Regions from separate parts of the Mus musculus genome. Here all the other regions are linked to region 3. The links are chromatin contacts, called in public Hi-C and HiChIP or PLAC-seq maps. All regions are on one chromosome and are shown on one strand. Each heading gives the region's core, a stretch centred on a gene start, on an enhancer-like site or on the middle of the called end of the contact. The rest is flanking DNA. Distances are from core to core; before and after follow the strand shown.

What was found. Hi-C and Micro-C count contacts between places; a contact is called where the count stands out from the background. HiChIP or PLAC-seq counts read pairs in DNA pulled down with a chosen protein or histone mark.
Region 1: a contact with region 3 is called in an H3K27ac HiChIP or PLAC-seq map of large pre-B cells, with 5 times the contacts expected there. The contact joins two enhancer-like sites. A contact is called at or near these places in 3 of 484 Hi-C or Micro-C datasets (bone marrow-derived macrophages, embryonic stem cells and transition I germ cells) and 3 of 115 datasets of contacts at active chromatin or transcription factors (embryonic basal ganglia, embryonic stem cells and large pre-B cells).
Region 2: a Hi-C map of cortical glia shows a contact between it and region 3, with 1.8 times the contacts expected there. The contact joins two enhancer-like sites. A contact is called at or near these places in 4 of 15 datasets of contacts at CTCF or cohesin (the NIH/3T3 cell line, large pre-B cells, pro-B cells and 1 more), 34 of 484 Hi-C or Micro-C datasets (the AML12 cell line, B cells, the C10 cell line and 22 more) and 6 of 115 datasets of contacts at active chromatin or transcription factors (astrocytes, embryonic basal ganglia, embryonic forebrain and 3 more).
Region 4: a contact with region 3 is called in a Hi-C map of bone marrow-derived macrophages, with 20 read pairs. The contact joins two enhancer-like sites. A contact is called at or near these places in 3 of 39 promoter capture datasets (the C10 cell line, hippocampal neurons and pre-B cells), 5 of 15 datasets of contacts at CTCF or cohesin (embryonic stem cells, large pre-B cells, pro-B cells and 1 more), 100 of 484 Hi-C or Micro-C datasets (the 63-12 cell line, the AML12 cell line, B cells and 59 more), 21 of 115 datasets of contacts at active chromatin or transcription factors (the 230-238 cell line, T-cell acute lymphoblastic leukemia, astrocytes and 13 more) and 2 of 9 other capture datasets (embryonic stem cells and liver).
Region 5: a Hi-C map of bone marrow-derived macrophages shows a contact between it and region 3, with 18 read pairs. The contact joins two enhancer-like sites. A contact is called at or near these places in 5 of 15 datasets of contacts at CTCF or cohesin (embryonic stem cells, large pre-B cells, pro-B cells and 1 more), 29 of 484 Hi-C or Micro-C datasets (the G1E-ER4 cell line, the HL-1 cell line, Th1 cells and 13 more), 14 of 115 datasets of contacts at active chromatin or transcription factors (the NIH/3T3 cell line, bone marrow-derived macrophages, a colorectal cancer cell line and 7 more) and 1 of 9 other capture datasets (embryonic stem cells).

The regions. Positions count from the first base shown.
Region 1 is chr9:61,073,912-61,076,611 of GRCm38.p6, forward strand. No RefSeq gene overlaps it. Among named protein-coding and RNA genes, the nearest start is that of Gm34004, 6.6 kb to the right of the region's middle. Within about 2 kb of position 1,415, at least 7 of the 459 cell types and tissues checked have an H3K27ac peak or open chromatin away from gene starts, as enhancers often do.
Region 2 is chr9:60,897,883-60,900,582 of GRCm38.p6, forward strand. No RefSeq gene overlaps it. Among named protein-coding and RNA genes, the nearest start is that of Gm33643, 31 kb to the left of the region's middle. Within about 2 kb of position 1,414, at least 37 of the 459 cell types and tissues checked have an H3K27ac peak or open chromatin away from gene starts, as enhancers often do. A contact at or near this core is called in cortical glia, where this site is marked.
Region 3 is chr9:61,679,714-61,682,413 of GRCm38.p6, forward strand. No RefSeq gene overlaps it. Among named protein-coding and RNA genes, the nearest start is that of Gm34770, 20 kb to the left of the region's middle. Within about 2 kb of position 1,413, at least 110 of the 459 cell types and tissues checked have an H3K27ac peak or open chromatin away from gene starts, as enhancers often do. A contact at or near this core is called in the 230-238 cell line, T-cell acute lymphoblastic leukemia, bone marrow-derived macrophages and 2 more, where this site is marked.
Region 4 is chr9:61,045,415-61,048,114 of GRCm38.p6, forward strand. The region is part of intron 1 of Gm33699 (a long non-coding RNA gene); the gene reads left to right. Among named protein-coding and RNA genes, the nearest start is that of Gm46116, 10 kb to the right of the region's middle. Within about 2 kb of position 1,282, at least 20 of the 459 cell types and tissues checked have an H3K27ac peak or open chromatin away from gene starts, as enhancers often do. A contact at or near this core is called in the 230-238 cell line, T-cell acute lymphoblastic leukemia, bone marrow-derived macrophages and 1 more, where this site is marked.
Region 5 is chr9:61,021,138-61,023,837 of GRCm38.p6, forward strand. All of the region lies in intron 1 of Gm51680 (a long non-coding RNA gene), which reads right to left. Among named protein-coding and RNA genes, the nearest start is that of Gm5122, 5.4 kb to the left of the region's middle. Within about 2 kb of position 1,379, at least 83 of the 459 cell types and tissues checked have an H3K27ac peak or open chromatin away from gene starts, as enhancers often do. A contact at or near this core is called in bone marrow-derived macrophages, where this site is marked.

The sequences.
Region 1 (2,700 bases), core at 165-2,664, 610 kb before region 3:
TTGATGAAGCACCTGTTGTGCCAGCTGGAGGACCTGAGTTCCAATCTCCAGCACCCACATAAAGCTGGTTGTGCTGATATGTAATTACCAGCACTGGAAAGGTGGAGGCAGGAGGATTCCTGGGACTTGCTGCTCAGCCAGTTTAGCTGAACAAGAGCTTCAGATTCAGAAAGAGCCTGCCTCAAAACATAAGATGCAACGTGAGTGAGGAGGACATGTGGGCTGACCACTGCTGTGCACACTGGTGTACACACACACACACACACACACACACACACACACACACACACACTGTCCTCTGCCCTTCACAGGCATGTGTTCTCATTTGCCTTCCATTGCTCTGATAAAACATTGACTCAAAGCAACCTGGGGAGGAAAGAGTTTGCTTGGCTCACGTGTCTCCATAACTGTCCATTCACACCGTCAAGGCAAGAACGGTGGAATGATGCTTACAGGCTTGCTCTTCCTCTGTCGCTCCCTCCTCAGCTTGCTCTTCTTATACTACTCAGGACGACCTATGCAGGGGTGGCACCACCCACCGGGAGCCCAGCCCTCACGCATCAATCATTAAGAAAATGCCTCACATTGCTTCTAGGCCATCCTTAGAGAGGCATTTTCTCCGTTGAGGTGCCCTCTTTCCCTGATGACGGTAGCTTGTGTCAACCCAAACAAACAAACAAACAAAAAACCAAACCAACCAACCAAACAACAACAAACAACCAGCACAACATGCAAGCCTGAGTGCCAACATCAGCTCGGAAACCTCATTACTATCTAAAGGCCTAGGGAAGGGGAGGAAATGACTTACACAAGAAACTGCAGGGATATGAGTGGGACTGAGGCCCAGGGCCTCTGACTGGGGAGGAATCAACTCTCCATTCTTCTAGACTATGCTAGAACCATGGGAACAGCCAGAAAGATGAACTCTGTGAGCTCAGTGTTATTACTGCATCTGTCTGTCTGTCTGTCTGTCTGTCTGTCTGTCTGTCGTGTGTGTGTGTGTGTGTGTTGAGGATATATGTGTGTTGCTTTTGCCTCTTTGGGCATTATTTTGTTTTGTTTGTCTTGTTATTCTGTCTCTGCAGCAGATGGCAGGCCTGGGGTTTAATAAGGAAGGGCACGTTATTGTGATTTTACAACATTTCTCTGCTTGTCTGTTTTTGGCAGGAATGAGATGTCACTAAATGTTCATCCAAGCCATTTCTGGTTCTTCCTGGGAACAGCTCTTGCTTCTGGATAGGGCAGGTGAGGTCTGACCGCTGGCAAGGAGTGGCAGAAAGGAGGGCGATGAAGCAGAAACTGCAGGAAGCCTCGGGACTGGGGGGAATGGGTTGAGGTTTGCATTTCTGGTCTGCCAGTCCCCCATAAAGCTCACAAGTAGGGGCTGCTAGCAAAGCCCTGTGCAGGGCCACAGTGACAGTCTAGAGCAGCAGAGGCCAGGACTGCAGGTGTCCTCCCAGGGAGCTAAAGGGACCCTGAGGCAAGGCCCTCACGTCCTGTCTCTGGAGACCCACAGCCTTTGTAGCAAAACAAAGTAGATACCAAGATGGAGCATGCTCCCGGTTTTATATAAACTACACCCCTCCCTTCATCTCCTCTTGGTATATTCTATGTTCTAGACTTTTCTTAGGCTAAGAACAAATCCCTGGCAGTATTTAAGAAAGTGAGTTCTGGAGGCAGACTGCTTGTATTTTCATGTACAACTCTACCAGATGCTGGCCCTACCACTGGAGAAAGTTCCAAAGCCTTTCCTTGCCTCAGTTTACCCAGCTGTGAACTTGGAATAACAATGACAGGCACCCAATAGGATTGTCTCCAACAAGTTAACTCAGTAAGTAAAAAGGGTGTTTGGGGGCCTTGTGTCTCCCCACACTTCACGCCCCACACTCCTCCATTCCTACCCACACCAGCTTCAGAGAACACTGAATCACACCCCAGCCACTGCCTAAAGAACCAACTTCCAGATCAGTTTATTACCAAAACACAGGATAAATGTTTTCCTACGCTCCATAAATGGCTCCCCAGCTCTGCAAAAATGAAATATTCCTTTCATTATGGAATGAAGAAGCCGTTTATCTAGTGTCTTAAGTGGCATGAATAGGGTGTGCAGCCCTCAACAGAGGGATAATGACGCTGCTGATTTTCGCCAGCTTGGGACAGGCTGACACACTGTGTACACGGGGAAGGAATGGAGGCTTCTAGAAGGGGAAGCGAGAATCTTTCTCTCCCGCCAGGAACAAGGTGCAAAGTGTCTGGGCCCAGGCTGCTCCTGCCAGGAAAAGTATTGGGATTCCACCTGGCATCTCTAGGTGCCAGCACTGAGCTGAAGCCGGGGGGAACCCCATCTGGGGAGAGAACAGAGAGACCCAACAGATCCTAGGATGCCACCTGCCATACCCATGGTCACCATTGTCACACACACCCTGCCACCCCCAAAATCCACATGCTGATTTAGAACTCTGGAAGCACAGGTGTTGAAAAGTATTTTGCTTCAAACAAACAAACAAACAAACAAACAAACAAATGTATGGTGAGTTTTCAAGAGAGGGAAGGGATTCAGACAGTCTTGTCAATGGTCTCTCAGATCCTGATGTCTCCCACTGAGCTCTTTCTACCAATGTACTACTCCCATTTAACCACTGTACTTAAAAAGGCAGGGCTCCCAGGCTAACAGGAGGTGCTCAGCTCCAAAAAGGGGAG
Region 2 (2,700 bases), core at 164-2,663, 780 kb before region 3:
TCTCTCTGCCCAGACAGACCTGTCCCATGGGCATGCCCCCCAGGTTGCCCTACTGTACCCGCCCCCAGACCCAGTTGATTCCAACCCTTTCCCTCTTACTTGGTTCTCTGCCATTCTTTATTCAGGCTACAGAGTCTCCTGACTGGTCTCTCCCTCTCCCTCTCCCTCTCCCTCTCCCTCTCCCCCCCCCTCCCCTGCTCCATCCTTCATTCTATAACCAGCATAGACTTTTACATAGGTATGGGACTGAGGTATCACTCGGCGATAAAGAGGGACGAACTACTGATTCACGCTAAGTGAGAGAAGCTGCAGGCGCAAAAGCAGGGGTTGCATGGTTCCATTCATCTGAATTGTCTTGAAATGGCAGCTACGACGAGATAGACAGCAGATTGGTAACTGCCTCGGGCTGGGGTTAGGAGTGGTGATTGAGTATAAATGCACACAGGGGAGTAATTGGGGTGACAGAAATATTCTAAAACTGGATTATAGCGATCATTGCACAATTCTGCAGATTTATTAAAAATTACTGAATTGTACTTAGAAAATAATCTGACACATCTCCATGGGCAGAGTGTTCCAGGGTATTCTCCAAGGTTCCAGCATATTCTACTGTTTGGTGCATGAGGTCATCCTGGTAGATTTATGGATGAGATTACTGTGCTAATTCTTGGCTGGAGGGAAGAATTTTTCAACCAGAGCTACTAAGTATATTTACTGTGAACAAGATCTGACCATGTTACCATGCTCAGTAGCTTTCCTGAGCCGTATGCCTGGAGGACAGCACCTAGGGTCTTACTGTAGCTAGCACTCAGCCCGTCCTCAGCCTGCCTCAGTTGCTCTCTCTTTCCAGCTGCAGTCTAAGCACACCGAGTTACATGTGGTGTTCACAACCTGCCAAGAACATGCCACACCCCCACTTACCCTTTAGCTCCACCTCATGTCCTAGCTGGACTTCTATCCTGTTCTAGAGTGGGAGCTCTTAAGGGAGAGACCATTTTGCCCATCTGCATTCCTAGGCTCACAACAGTGCTGAGTCACATTCATTCATTCATTCATTCATTCATTCATTCTACAATCATTTGTTTAGACTAAGGATTCTTGAGTGTCATCGGTACTGACATGCTGGGCTAAGTCAGTTTTTCCTGTGGGGATCTTCACTTAGCACAGTGGGAAGTAATGCAGCACACCCAGTTTCTATCTGCTGGACACCAACAGTCCCCCCTACACATCTGTTGTAGCCCAAAGTGGTCTCCAGGCATTGCCCAAAGGCTTTTGGCAAGGCACGGATTAGGGAGGGAGGGAGATCGGGTGTAACATTGTCCCATGTTGACAATAGCCGGTGTCAGGCCCTTTCTGTACTGAGTTCTGTGCTGATCTTCATTCAGTTGTTCAGAAAAAACAGCTGGGACTGAGAACAGAGCCCTGAAGAGGTTCCTTGTTACGGAGAGCTTGTCAGCTTAGGAGCCAAGGCCTTGCTGGCTGCTGCTGTTTCTGGCTGGTGACCTTGTTCAGCCAGGAAGCCTGTTAGGCCCCTTAATCTAGTGTTGATTTCTTCTTGACTCTGCCTGTCTTCACCTTTTGTGTTCTCAGCCAATTCACCTGAGGAAGAAGACAGAGGTCAGACAGATGCTCGGCTCTCTCTGCCTCAGCACTGGCACGCTCTTCCCTCATTCTTGGCTGTGTTGGAACACATCCTAACAAAGCCCTTTCTATTGTCCTCGGGAATTTACAAGCCACAGCACATTCTGGGATTTGGCCACTCCATCACTCACCTTACAGGCTGAGGGTGGGGAACTTGGTTCTCTATCTCTTTTGGCTGGATCTCTTGCCCTCTGTCCTTTAAAAACAAAACAAAAACCTTGACTCCCCTGAAGCATCATGGGAAAACACAGGATCTCTGCAATTGCTTCTGTAAAATGACTTATTTCTGTCTTCTCATAATTGGAAGACATCCCCCATCCTTCTGGAACTATCTTCCTTTTCTAGAGTTCCCAGCTCTGCTTCTCCTGAGCCTCTTTCTTGAGTCTATAAATAGCAGTAATGTTAGCATTAAATATTTGCATACTAGTGAGGCAGATTCAAACACAGTCTGTCTGGCTCCCCAGCCTGGGGGAATTACATGGCTATTTGTTATGAGGATTTCCTTGTGGGGGTTGGGAGGACTAGGCAACACATCCTATGTACATCCCCTCTTCAAAAGGCCCTAATAACAAATAGGTATGACTCAGCCCAAGTTCACTCTGAGAAACCAACAAGTTTATTAGGATTACTAACAGATCAGTAAATAAAGGGTTATGGGCAGCACGAGTGGCCTTAAAGCTGCCACACTGGAAAGTCTGCACCCAGCAGGCATGGTAACTCCTACACGGAGATGCAGATTGAGCCTGTCCCTAGTCCCTCCCAGCCTGTAGACTTCTTGCCTTTTCCTGAGGTCATGTGCAATCAGGACAGAATTGTGCATAACTGGTTAGAGAAAGGGCTGTGTCCTCTCTGCCCCTCCTCCTACAAGGGATGGCCAACCATTGGCAAGCCCAGATGTGATACAAGCCCAGATGTGATGCACGCTTTTGCAAGTGGACACAGCTTTACTCCTGAAAGTGAGTTTGGTTCGGAAGATATTCCTGTCCACTGGTCTGCCCTGTGTCTCTGGGTTTCTAGAATCTACTTTCATGACTCTCACACTGTCTTTGTTTGAGTCTC
Region 3 (2,700 bases), core at 163-2,662:
TTCTGTATCTCTCTTACACACACACACACACACACACACACACACAGAGAGAGAGAGAGAGAGAGAGAGAGAGAGAGAGAGAGAGAGAGAGAGAGAGCAAGAAAACCACATCCAGTCTGGACTGAAAAAGCAACGGTGAAGGGTGACTACCCCACCCAGTAAATCAAGATGTGGGATTCAAACCACTTCCGCCCTCAGCTTCAGGTCAAGAGCGTCACGTATCTGCATAAGACCTCACAGGGGCGGAGTTGCTGCTGCCAGGATGGGAGTGCAAAACCCCACTCAGGTGACAGGTCACACACCCATGGACACAGCCAAGTAGAGGAGAGGCCAGAATGAAATGACAGATCTGTTCACCTCACGAGACAGGACCACTGGACTCCATTCTCCAAGATCCCAAGGACACAGAGGTGTATAGGCCACAGTCCTTGAACCAAACCAAGATGGCTCTGGCACCAATTCCTGCTGAGCTTCTGCAATGTTCTATACCCATCTCCTAGGCCTGAGATTCTCTCTATGTAGGGACCCCTCATGGACTCAGACACTGAACCCACAGGGTATATTAAGAGGCTCAGACCCGGGCTGAGGCAGTGACTCAGCTAGTGAATGGAGTTTACCCTGACATGGCCTGATGACCAAACGCCCACCCCTGGAACTCATGTAAAGGTAGCAGGAGAAAACCAACTCCACAACATTGTCTCTGCCTACACACACACACACACACACACACACACACACACACACACTACAGAATGTGCGTCCACATACACTAACTTCAATGATAACATAATAGAGGTGACTTTTGAAGGGGTCCAGCCCTTCACTTCAGAGGGCATACTGGTTGACGGCCAGTAGCCCTCTTTGTGCAGAAGGCTCTCTCTACCGCTGGCAGGCATTCCCCATTATCCCAGATGCAAGGAGCCTTAGAGACCACAGTTCTTAGTTTTAGGTGCTGAAGCTACTAAGCTCCTTTCCATCGGATTCCCCATCCCCTTGGGGAGCTTATGATGTTGCTCCAGTGAACTGGCCCACGCCTGCCTGCTGTGCAAGGATCCCAGGTTGTCAGTCTCTCGTCTGCAGACAACTGCAGCCCCTGCGGCGTTACCCAGTCTCAGCTGTGTCTGTAATGTCTATGCAGGCTTATAGACTGGGTCAATTCTTTCTCTCCTTCTGATCTCATCTCTAAAGTGGGGAGGCTAGACAGAGGAAGAGCTTACTCCTTTTCCACATTTGGCTTTGTGTCTGTCCCCAGGGACACCCCGGAGCAAGGACTCAGCCAGTAAGGGCAACAACGCCACAGCAGTCGTGAATGGAAGAGAAGCCCTATGTTTCCACGTTCTGGGTCCAGTGTGCATTCTGTGCCCTAGAGACAGAGACAGGGAGGCAACCCCACAGCCTGAGATGAGGAAGTACGCTCTCCACATCTGAGCTACTTCTAGGGTGAGGGAGGGGCCTCAACTTGATGGTTTCTAGGGAGAGAGAGTTTGTGGCAGGAAGCAGGCCAGAAAAAAAAAAAAAAACCTAAAAACAAAAACAAAACCAGAATCAGCCGGGGAACATCAGCTTGCCACACAGCCTCCCAGGACCTTGGTGGAGAGTCACTGGTACAATGCATCCCCAGAAGTCTTGGAAGGAGACGGGGGTGGGGGTGGGGTGGGGGTGGGGGTGGGGGTGGGGGGGGGCGGGGGGGGCGGGGGGGGAGGAGAGTAGGTTGGGGTTGGGCACTTTCAGGAAAGCTACTGACATGGCTGGGGACAAATAGCATTGTGCAACTTCAGATAAGGTGTGAAGCAGGTGAGACCACATTCAGCTCACACTCAGCGAGAAGGGCTCCTCTTCCTCAGGAACTGGAGCACAGATGTCTACCGTGGTAGCCAGATCTGAGTTGAGGCTCCTCCACCTGTAAACTGGAGGCCTTGGTATTTTGTGGATGTTTCAAGCCCAGGCCTTCGTTTCCTGAGAATAACAACAACTCCTCTTTCAGCATAGGGCCACAAGGTTTAAAAGGTTTGAGTGCTTGGCATATATTAGGGCTCAGCCAACGGCTGCAGAGATGAAGGCTGGAGACTCGGGGAATGCCCAGAAACTCTTTTGATTATTTTGCTGTCTCAAGGGGTCCAGATCTGCAACTGACTCAGAAATATGCCCCACCTCTCCACCCCATCCCCAATTCTTCCTCTAACCCCCACTCCTCCCTGTCCCCCACCCCACCCCATCTCTCTTCTCTGTCTCTCTGTCTCTGTCTCTGTCTGTCTCTGTCTGTCTCTGTCTCTCTCTGTCTCTCTGTCTCTCTGTCTCTCTGTCTCTCTGTCTCTCTCTCTCTGTGTGTGTGTGTGTGTGTGTGTGTGTGTGTGTGTGTGTGTGTATGTGTAAAAGAGAAACAACTGTCCTTCCTGGTCTTCCCCAGACATAAGAAAACAATAGGTACACCCCTCACACACACACACACACACACACACACACACACAAAATACAGCAAGCTGGAGGAAAGCAAGCAGCACACAGCCAGCCTCCTCTGCTCCAGCAGCAGCAGCAGAGCCAGGATCACCTGCAGGTACCACAGTAGCAATGCCCAGAGTTTCTGGTGCCTCCTAGAGCTCCTCTTGGGATGACTGATGCCATATTAGGAACTCAGAGTGGCCTAAGAAGGAGCACTGAGGAGTGTGTGCTGCTGGCCCTTGAAAGGTTGGCCTCCCAGAG
Region 4 (2,700 bases), core at 32-2,531, 630 kb before region 3:
GCAGTAAACCAGCTGTGGCCTGCAGGTTGTAGTTTGTCAAAGGCTAGCACCGTTTCAAGTCCAAGCACCCCAACGTATTGCTCAAGGGACCTTTCTAGAATGGCCTCTCTGGCCACTCATCAGGCTGAGACAGCTCCCTTAAATGTCCCTCATCATGGTGCACAGTGTTCAGGGTTGCCCATGTATTTCTTTTTCATCCTTCTCCCTGTGTGGAACACTGCCTTGCCCCCTCCTCAACCCCCGTCTTCCTGAATCTACCCCCAGAGAGCCCACCTGGCTGCTCTGTAGAACACAGGCCTCATATCAAGGTCTCTCGCCTCAGCTTTGGAAGAGCCTGCCCTCCAAAGCCACGCTCCAGTCAGTTGTTCCCACGATGAAGTGCCTTTTGGGACTCTGTGGTCCCTGGTGCCATACAGGGCAGCCCTTAAAGGGACCTGTGGGTTAGATGGGCACTCACTCTCAGTTCTCAGCCCTTCTTTTCTACATCCAACTCACAGAAAGCGGCACCTCCACACCACCTGGCACCCATCATACTCACTGCTGTGAGAACCCAAGCGTGTCTCTCTGGCATTATCCTTTTAAACACCACCCCTTCCCATCCCATTTATTCTCCTTGAGCCCTTCCCCCAAGTTGGTCATTTTAGACACAGACGACCACAGAGCCCTAACTTTTAGCCTCTCTGGTACATTTTTATGTTTAGTTTTTGCTTTCTTTAAAAAAAAAAGAATTATTTATTTATTTATTTTATGTATATAAGTACACGGTAGCTGTCTTCAGACACACCAGAAGAGGGCATCTGATCACTTCACGGATGTTTGTGAGCCACCGTGTGGTTGCTGGGAATTGAACTCAGGACCTCTGGAAGAACAGTCAGTGTTCCTAACCACTGAGCCATCTCCCCAGGCCCTAGCTTTTGCCTTCTTGATGCACTTGATGTGATTTCTTCAAAGTTGCCTTCTAACTCATTAATTTCTTCTTTATCCATGTTCACTGCGTATATTTTTCATTTCCAGAAACCTTGATCTTAACCAAGCTTCTGGCTATAACTTTTGATAGTGTCTTATACTTTTGCTATTTTTTTCTATTCCACCTTTGTTTCTATTCATTTAATTCATATGTGTTATATATTTGGGCCGCATCATTGTTATATGCAAAGATTTGAGGATCTCAATCAGTGGCTTTCAACTGGTGGCATTTTTCCCCCTTCTAGGGGACATTTCGAGATACCTTACTTGTAGATAGCACTTGTAGTTGCTTCTACAAACCACGAGGGGGCGCCACCAACCTGGATGGCTTGCCTTGTCCCGGGTCTAGTGTGAATTCAAACCCTAGGCTCACAGAATTGTGGTAGGAAATTTTGTCCCTTAGCACTTGCTGCTCTGGAACCGAGGTGCAGGTGCAGGATTAGACTTTTCATGCTCACTGCCCTTGCCCTTCCCTTGATGCCTAATCAGTGGTGCGTGTGGGTGTGTGACTAGGGTGCAGTACTCTGTCCTGTGACATTTCTTTAAAGTGGGCTGAAACTGGAAACACACATGCCAGCAACAGCAGAAGCAGGCTTCTAAAAACAACAACAACAGCAACAAAACATTGTCTGTGGCAGTGGGGTTGGGAGCGGGGTGGGAGGTGGGTAATGCACTAGCCATGGCGAGTGTTTGCAGGTCAGAGGACAACTTTTAAGAGTTGGTCCTCTCCACCGTGTACATCCTGGGGATTGAACCCAGGTCATCAGACTTGGCAGCAAGTGCCTTCACCCATTAAGCCATCCTGCCAGCCCCTAGGCTTCATGCTCCATGGGAAACTGATGCTTGTAAGACTCAGCCCCTGACACTGGGAACTTAAGGAAGGCGCAGCACACTGGATGCTCACCTGCTGCAGGGCAGAATGAATTAGAGAGGCACGCTGTCAGCTGACAGGGTTTTGCAGGGTCAGGCTTTCCAAGGGATCGTGCCTTCCCCACCATTTCTGAGTCTAGAGCTCTGCGAGTCAAAAAGTTGACCTTGTCACTTTCTCTTGAACACACTTAGCGGCAGTGGCTCGCTCCGGCTGACCTGTGGTTATTCATAGCCTTTGATTCAGAAGGAGTATTGAGCGCGTGGCTGCAGAAATACTAAGTGTGTGATCACATGGGCTGTCTCCACCGCCTTGCTGGAGGTGTTCTGTAACATACAGACTGGTCACAGCAACACCTATCAAAATCCCCACCTCCGATCTGCAGAAGACACCTGGTCCCTGAGTTCTGAACAAGGCTCGTGTGACTGTAGCTGAGGATGACGACCACCTGCCACCACTACCCATGAGAACACAGGCGAGCACCCACAGCTGACAGCCAGGGGTGTTTTCTGTGCACTTAAGGGCCAGTTATGGGATGGTCAGCGTCCAGTGATCACTGTGAGATCAGAGTGCAGGGGAAAGAGTGAGGCAGGTTTCTGTGGGCTCTTTTGTCCTTCCTGCAGGACTGCTTGTCAGCCTGGTGCTAAGAAGCCCTTGTACAACGGTTTCTTAACATACACTGAACCAGCCGCAGAGACTTTGTCAGAAACCTTTAGAAAAATCACAGCAAGAACAGGCTGGTGAAATGGCTTGCTCAGGAAAGTGCTCACCCTGTGAGCGCAAAGACATGAATCCGGATCCCCAGAACTCATGTTAAAAATCTGGGGGTGGCAGTGTGTGTCTGTAATCCAATGTTAGGGAGGCAG
Region 5 (2,700 bases), core at 129-2,628, 660 kb before region 3:
AGGAGTACTTGCTGTTCTGGTAGAGGACCTGGGCTCAGTTCCCAGCACCCAGACGGCAGTTCACAATGGAGTACAGCTCCAGTTTCAGGGGATCCAACGCCCTCTTCTGGCCTCCACGGGCACTGCACCCATGTGGTACATATACATCCATGCAGGCAAAATACTCATACAAACAAACAAACAAACAAAAAAAAATCTTGAAAGAAAAAAGCCCTTCTTTGAGACACCTGCTCACATCAGTCAGAAGGGATACCATTAAGAAATCTGACCCCAAAGGTTGGAGAGGAAGGGAAGGGTCCTTCATTACTCTTGGCAGGAGTGCAAGTCAGCACAACCATTGTGCAAACCAGTTTGGAGTTTTCTCAAAAAACAAAAAAAAACCCCAGACATTAAAAATAAAACAATCATGTGTCCTGGCTCTAGCATTCCTAGACTCCAAAGCACTCCATATCCTACCACAGAGACATTTGCACACTCGTGTGCATGCCTATGTGCATACCATTGCTATGTTCACAATAACAGGGAAACGTGACCAGCCTATGCGTCCATCAACCGATGAGTGGATAATGGGGATCTGGCACATATACATGATGAAATAGTATGCAGTGGTGAAGAAAAATGATGTCACAGAATTTTCAGGAAAATGGATGGATCTGGGAAGTATAACGCTAAACAATGCTAAACCCAAACTTAGACAGAAAACACATTTTCCTTCATATGTGAACATATGCACAGGCATTCGCATGGGTAAAATCTAAAAGTCTAGAGAGACGGCCAAGAGAAGTAATATTAGGTAATGAGAAAGGACGGGGGTCAGGACACTTGGCGCTTGAAAGGGGAAAGAGATCAGAGGCAGCCACAAGGGAGGAAGAGGAACTGCTAGTGTGGTTGGGAGGGGAAGGGACTCACACTTTGTTAGAAGATATCCTACTGGCTTCTAACACATTATGCGCTAATTTAAAAACAGAATCATGTGTAGCCACATGCTGGCTGCCCAGGGAGAGAGCTCCATTCTGCTGGGGCCCTTTACCCAAGAGCTTTTTCCTTCTTCACCCAATGTATCTTTCTAGGTAGAAGATACACACTCCTCAGCAGGGTTGCTTTTGAAAGCCCAAGCCTGGGATGGGGGTGTGTAGGGGGTGGGGGGGTGGGGGGAGACTGTGGAGCTTTGCCCCTGCAGCTCCGATACAGCCCCAGCCCCACCTTTCCCTGCATTGTAGCCAGGTTTTTTTTTTTTTCCATTTGAAGAACGACTTCTCACCCACAGTTGCATCAATCTGTCCACAGACAAAGTGAATCATGTCGCAAGCTCTGGTTCTGGCCTGTGCCCTATGCTCTGGTGATGGGCTGGCTGGGCCAGGCCTCTAGTAGGGGAACTGTTTTGACTTGGACCTAGCAGAGGGAAGCAAAGGCCAGGAGAGGGATGCCAGGGGTTGGGGAGTAGTTATGAGATCCTGTTGAAGTCACCAGACAGAGGCCAGTGACCTGTGTTGGGATTACCCCAGTGAACTTTCTGGCTTGCTCATCCTACAGCCCTACAGCTAGCACAGCAGAAAAAAAAAAAAAAAAAAAAAAAAAGGAGCAAACCACTGGATTTACTTTGCTGTGCTGAGGGGATGGGCAGGCTTGGCCGCGTTGCTTCTCTTTTCTCTATTTGGGACTCTGAGTTTCAGTTCTCCTTTAGATGACACACAGTGGCCGTGGCCTGAGGGCTCCCAATCACAAGGGTAGTTTCTTCTCACTTTCTGCTTCAGAAACACAGCCTAGGTTTGGAGCCACACACACACAGGGGAAAGTCTGTCTGCGGGTGTCTGATGGCCCTTCCTGAAGGCAGAACCAAGTGTCCTTCTGCTCCAGAGACAGGAAGGTGAATCTGTCCATGTGTGTCTGTGTATGTGTGCAGGCACAGGCACTGCTAGTGTGGTGTGTACACGTGTGTGGAGAGATATGTCTCTGCTCTCAGGGAACTGGGACCCCATCTCTGTTGGGTCATTCACGGGTACCATCTCAGCATGACATCCACCATAAATCGGCACTGGGACCCAGGGTTGCATGGATAGCCATAGACTGGGCATCTAGGCAATGTCTCTAAGGCCGGCAAGGGTGGAATCTGAGTGGGAAGAGGGATGGGGTGGAGGGAGCAGCAGGTGCCAGAGGGTGCAGAGAACCATGTGGGGAATGACGAATTCAATGTAACTGTAACACGGTCAGGGGCTTGGGTCCGAAGACACTTAGGATGGTAAAGCAAAAGTACTTGATGGTGAAAATAACTGCAATGAATTGGTGCTTGGTCAAGGACTCGGGTTCAGTTCCAACACTGTGGTGGTTTGAATAGGAATGGCCTCTATGGACTCATGTGTTTGAGTGCTTGGTCATAGGGAGTGTCACTATCAGGAAGCGTGGCCTTGTTGGGGTAGGTGTGAGCTTTTGTAGAAAGTATGTTCCTGTGGAGATGAGCTTTGAGGGCTTATATGCTCACACTATGCTGTGTGGCACATAGTCTCTCCTTGCTGCCTGCAGCACCGTGTCTGCCTGCACACTGCCATGCTTCCCACCATGACGATAATGGACTAAACCTCTGAAACTCTAAGCCAGCCCCAATTCCGGAGTCTTCCTTTACAAGACTTGCTGTGGCCATGGTGTCTCTTCACAGCAATGAAACACTAAGACAAGCACCCACCATTATCCATAACCCCAGTC